Linked DNA regions of Mus musculus: region 1 is linked to region 2. The links are chromatin contacts, called in public Hi-C maps. All regions are on one chromosome and are shown on one strand. Each heading gives the region's core, a stretch centred on a gene start, on an enhancer-like site or on the middle of the called end of the contact. The rest is flanking DNA. Distances are from core to core; before and after follow the strand shown.

Region 1 (2,897 bases), core at 318-2,817, 220 kb before region 2:
TGTGGGAATTTATTGAAGCCTTTTAACTTCATAAAAAAAGCCTTGTCCCCGTTAAAGATAGTATAGGAGGGAAGAGTCTCTTCTATGTTTAAATTCCATTAGAGCTTTGTGGGTTTTCACTTCCTAAATGGACCCTTTCACTTCTGAAGGAAATTCTTTGAGGTCTATGCTTATTTGTTCTCAGCAAAAATATGATACACTTGAGTAATACAAACCACTCTTTAAAATTAGTAATTATTCATTTCCTTACTGTGAAAGTATAACTGAATTATAGTTTTCAAATTAAATAATTTGTTATGATGTAAAAGTTTTAAGTTTATAGTGAAACCCAGCTAAATTGAGTATTTAATCAGTAGTATTTTTTTAACTATAGGAGGAAGTGTTAAATAAAAAAATGTTTATAATAGCAATATGACAAACTTTGTAAGCCATTTCAAACATGATTATGCAATTATTTCCAAACTTCATTCATAGTTACCATTAGATAATCTTTATTATTGTTGTATGTTTTTGTATGATATAGTGTACCACTGTGGGTATGTGCATGCCACTGTGCATATTAGAAGGTTTGAGTGGGTTCTCTTCTTTTAACCCCAGAGTTCCAGGGGTCAGACTTGCATCTTCAGCTGGTTCAACAAGTCCTTTTAGCTACTAACCTATCCTATTGGCCCCTGCTCTTAGATTTTGATATAGGGCGGATTGAATTTTAGATCTTTGTGCACAGCAAAGTGCTTAGCTTACAGAACCATTAATAAATGCACACAAAGCCCATGATTATATGCGATACACACATAAAAGAAACTTAGATTTATTCCTGAATGTTACACGGATGGTGTGTTTAGAAACTGCACACACATGTTTCTTAAAGATGGAAACATCCTGAGGACAAAGGAATACTGGAATCATATTGACCCATACCACCTAGTTCCCCTGTGAAAAACTCACTAAACACAGCACTCAGTGCATACAACCCCCCCCCCCCCCACACACACACACACACACACAAGGTCACAGCAAATTGAACAGAACAGAAACAGAGCATTCTTTCTCTGTTGATTTATAACAAAATGCCTGCAGGGGGCATGGCTGACAAGAAAGAGAATGCTTTCACAGCTCCTGAGAATGTAAATTATTAAAGAAGCCAAAGTAAAACTCGGGAGTTGAAAATAGGAGATTGTGTGAGTTTGTGTTTGCCTGTTATACCTCCTGGCTCAATTCCTTACAACCAATTCAACCTCTGACCCAAAAACGTTGTCTTCTAGAAAAACTCAGTGCTTGAACTACATAGTGGGCTGGAAGATAGGTTCAGCCTTGGGAATATAAATAGAATCAAGTGGAAAGCGGAGCCCATTTCCCTTTCTTCTTCCTTTCTGGGAAGGCAGGCAGCTATTTAGTGTGTCTCAAGGAATCAGGAAATGATAGATTCCGGTAAGAATGGTCAGTACAGCTCAACCTGCAGTAGACGCCTCAATCAAATACTTTCCCTAGAGCTGACACCAGATCCTATGGTCCTCTCTAAACCCAATCTGCTAGGGAGAATTTTCTGTACTTTTGAGGTGAGTCACCAATAAGAAGTGAGATAAGAAGCAGGCAGTTGGGAGTGTTAAGGTGCGATTAGATGTAGCTGAGCAACTGAAGTTGAAGGCAGGTTGAGGGATGCAGAGCTAAGAGTATTGATAAGGGCATGCTTCTCCAGGCACGAGATAAGTGACGCCCAGCAATTATGCCATAAAGGCAAGTTGAAATTGAAAAAAAAAAGGAAAGAAAACTTACAGAAATGGAGACTGAGACAAGGAAAGCAATGGAAGGCACAAAGATAAAGAGTTGAATCAAGGCAGATTATCCCATGAGGATAAAAGAAGATATTGCTTCTTTAAAAGAGTGATCTGATTAGAGGGTGATAGTGGAGAGAAATGAGGTTTTTACAAGGTAAATACTCTTTAGTGAGATAAATAAAATAGTTAAAAGTAACAATAAGTTATCATTTTTAATAAGTTAATTTTCAGTGTGGGCTCTAGTCTAGAAGGTGCAGTCAGTATGTCTTCCTTGACACAGTCTATATATGTACATCAGATTTTTTTTTCCAATTTAGTATGTTAAATTTGTATTTCTCATCGTACTTCCTTACTAAACATTGAATTCAAACTGTGCCTCTTTTATTATAGGAAACTCAGTAATATCCTTTTTTTCCACATACATATCTATACAGATAAGTTATTGTTCCATTGTGGCTGAGGAGAGCAGAATGCTGCCAAACAGAAATGATAAAAACAAAAAAAAGCAACAACAACAACAAACAAACAAATAAACAAACACCAAAGTTAATGGAACCCTTCTGTGTCTACCTATACATAGGAATTTAAATCAAAAGGACAAAATATTTTCATGTTTCCAAATTTCTTAATTGCTAGTGTGGCAGAAAGAGATGATGAGATAATTAAATGATTCATTTTCATATTAGGAGAGTAGAACAAACATCGCATGAAATTCTGTAGAGTCTGCATCTGCTCTGGCATCATGACTGGGTTATATCAGTTTCTCCGTGAATGGCTTCAATATAAAAGTTTTGAATTTTTTCTTTCTTTTTGATGTGTTCCAAATGAGTTTTATGAGACCACCCTTTATATCATTAGTCAAATCAGCTGGTTTCTTGATTACTCCCGTTTTGAACATTTTACTTTAAAAGGTCACTCTCAGTTCCAAACCTAAGAAAATGACTCATAATTGCTTACATTACTACCATTTTAGATTTTGTCCTCTTAGGCAATTTTGATTATATGATAGGCAGCCAGTGACTCCCATGTGGATGATCCTATGTTAGTGCACTGTTTCTTTGCATACACTATCCCTCGGTGCCCTAACTGTCCTTTCTTTACATACACCATCCCTCGGTGCCC
Region 2 (2,850 bases), core at 312-2,811:
TTTTAAAGCTTTTACATTTTAATAATCATAGATAACAATGCAATTATAGTTATCCTACTAGGAAAGGATATTGAGAATCTTAGAAATGGTGGCATAATGTGACTGCTTTATCAAAATATAAAGTCTATTTCAAGAAATGTAATCATGATTCCTACAGTAATGCCTGAATATACTTATAATATTGAGCATATCTATTTACAAAAAACACACACTAAGGAAATGCAACCTACTTGCCATCAAAGGTCCTGTGTTCCTACACATCAAATTATAAGAATAAAACACAACTCAAGTGAATGATTTGCACAAAAACATTTATTCTTCTCGTTTTCATATTTTGCCTGTTGTACTGACAATTAATCTGTGTGTTCTGTTACCGTCTTTCAAACAGCTCTGAGCGATGACATTGAGTTTCTGAGCTTGAAAGGAGTCACAATTTTGAATGTGACTACTAAATTGTAAATATGAAAATCACAAAGGAACTTTTCACTAAAAATGAAAAGCAAATAAATGCTGGCCAAAACAGAATGAGACATTTCCAAGTTCCTCTGACCTTAGATTCTCAGTAAACTTTTCAGATAATTTTCTATACATCTTTTTAAGCAGAAGAATTATGCACATAACATTCTTTACTAGATAGAAAGAAAGAAAGAAAGAAAGAAAGAAAGAAAGAAAGAAGGAAGGAAGGAAGGAAGGAAAGAAAGAAAGAAAGAAAGAAAGAAAGAAAGAGAAAAAGAAAGAGAAAAAGAAAGAGAAAAAGAAAGAGAAAAAGAAAGAGAAAAAGAAAGAGAAAAAGAAAGAAAAAACAGATATGGAAACATAGGTAAAACCAGCTGTTGAAAGCTGAAATCAAATGGCAATGGACATAACTAAAATGTGAGAAACTGGGCAATAGATTTAGTGCATGACTACCCACTTATCAAAATAGAATACTTTGTTGCTATGGTGAAAGGGTAGTGGACGGACATTTTGAGATTAACTCAGCATGCCTAGGGACCAGTCAATGCCAGCAAGCAGTAGCTCTGCATATGTCATGTCACTGGACTTGATGCTGATTTCACAGAACCATAAAGAGAGATCGAGCAAAGAATGAATGCCTGCCTCCTGCTCACCCACCTGGTCCCCTCCTCCCCCTTTTTTAAGTAATAGACCAACCACTTACTTTCAGGCTCCTTTGTTTAATGCTGTTAGGCAGCTCTGGCCTCACCAGGGAATTGAATTTCCACTGAATTGACTGGAATTATTCTGGAATATAAAGAAAAATCATTTTAACGTTGTTTTCTCTTGCTTGAATCTCCTTTCCTAATAAATTTTATTAAACTCTGTCTTATAAGCATTTTCAATCAATTTCAGTATTATCACGAAAATGATTTGAAGGATTAGTGAAACCAGTAATAGAGTGAGATTAATATACTTTCCTTGAATATTTTATTTTCTCTCTATTCCTTCTTCTTCTCATTCCCATCTTGCTCTTTATTGCACTTGGATTATTCTCTCACCCATCAGTGTTTCCTTTGCAGATTCATGCTTTCCTTAATAATTCAAGTCTCTCACAGGCAGAGCAACTTTAGCCACAGGAAATGAGAGTGACTTTGACTGTTAGGTGACCAACATCTAGCTGTTCAGGATCTGGAGGCATTCATTGGGATGGTATAGGTCAGGCTGGTGTTGCTTCACTGTAACACCCTCCTAGGAGAATTAAAAATATTGAAACTACTTGTTTGAACTTTCTAATGTCTTAAAATGAGATTTATGTTTATTCTATAATTCTAATATGGTTTGAAAGGATCTAAAATACATAAAAGATGCAGAACAATAAAAATCATAAAGTAGGTGTTATTTAAAAAATTTAAATTAAAACACCTACATATATACAATTATGTGGTTTTAATTATATATTTTTGTCCAGTTTACTTACCTTTGAAACAAGCCCAAAGACTAAAATGATAAATACAATTACAGCAATTTCAATAATTATACATTTTGTCGAAGAAAATATATTCTTTTCACATTATTTCCTTGGTAACTACAGCAAGCCAAAATAATAAAGGCTAACATGAACATTTTCTTGTGAGAGGCATAAATGGAATTATTTTCCCAAATTACTATTGATTACCTAAAATCATTTTCTATAAAGGTCATTTTAAATTGGCCATGCTCATTATTCAAGAGCCTATTATTCTGATTTGAATTGAAATGGGCATTTCTTATTATAACCTATATAGAATGATACATTATGTATTATTATAATTTCAACATGTGCATTTATGAAATACTGAAAAATAATATGAGTGACTCTAAAGTATTTTAACTATCTCAATGAATGCAAAATTTGCTTCTCAAAAATTTTAGCAAAAATTTTCATGGGCATTTAGCAATTTTGAAATTATTAGCAATGTGAAAATAAAGCCAAACAAAAACAACAACACCAGCTTTCCTCTCACTGGCTCCCCTTGGCAAACAGACATAATCAGACCTAGGCTGCAAAGTACTACTTACAACCATGCTTATTTCATGGCAAAACGATTTCACTTGTTTCTGAAGAATGTCATCATGAAGATTGGTACCCTAATGCAGATCTTGTTTTACAAATGTAAGTTGACGTAATGATATTGGGCAGATATGTGGGCATCTGGTAGTGTGTTGTTGAGAAAAGTTCAGAACTGATTTTCATGTCCATCTTCCTTAAAGCCATACCCATTATTCCTCAGTGCTCTGTGAACATTCCAAATTTGTCCTAGGTGCATATTTTACTATATTTGTCCCAAGGGCCAGAATTACAGAAAACCTCATAATTTATGGTCTAATAAGTTTCCACTTTTATTTCCTCTATTTACCAAATGAAAATGTCCT

Evidence for each region. Hi-C and Micro-C count contacts between places; a contact is called where the count stands out from the background.
Region 1: a contact with region 2 is called in a Hi-C map of the G1E-ER4 cell line, with 8 times the contacts expected there. The contact joins two enhancer-like sites. A contact is called at or near these places in 1 of 15 datasets of contacts at CTCF or cohesin (the G1E-ER4 cell line) and 4 of 484 Hi-C or Micro-C datasets (the AML12 cell line and the G1E-ER4 cell line).

Annotation. Positions count from the first base shown.
Region 1 is chr3:125,269,606-125,272,502 of GRCm38.p6, reverse strand. No RefSeq gene overlaps it. Among named protein-coding and RNA genes, the nearest start is that of Ndst4, 130 kb to the left of the region's middle. Within about 2 kb of position 1,567, at least 14 of the 459 cell types and tissues checked have an H3K27ac peak or open chromatin away from gene starts, as enhancers often do. A contact at or near this core is called in the G1E-ER4 cell line, where this site is marked.
Region 2 is chr3:125,051,297-125,054,146 of GRCm38.p6, reverse strand. No RefSeq gene overlaps it. Among named protein-coding and RNA genes, the nearest start is that of Ndst4, 350 kb to the left of the region's middle. Within about 2 kb of position 1,561, at least 1 of the 459 cell types and tissues checked has an H3K27ac peak or open chromatin away from gene starts, as enhancers often do. A contact at or near this core is called in the G1E-ER4 cell line, where this site is marked.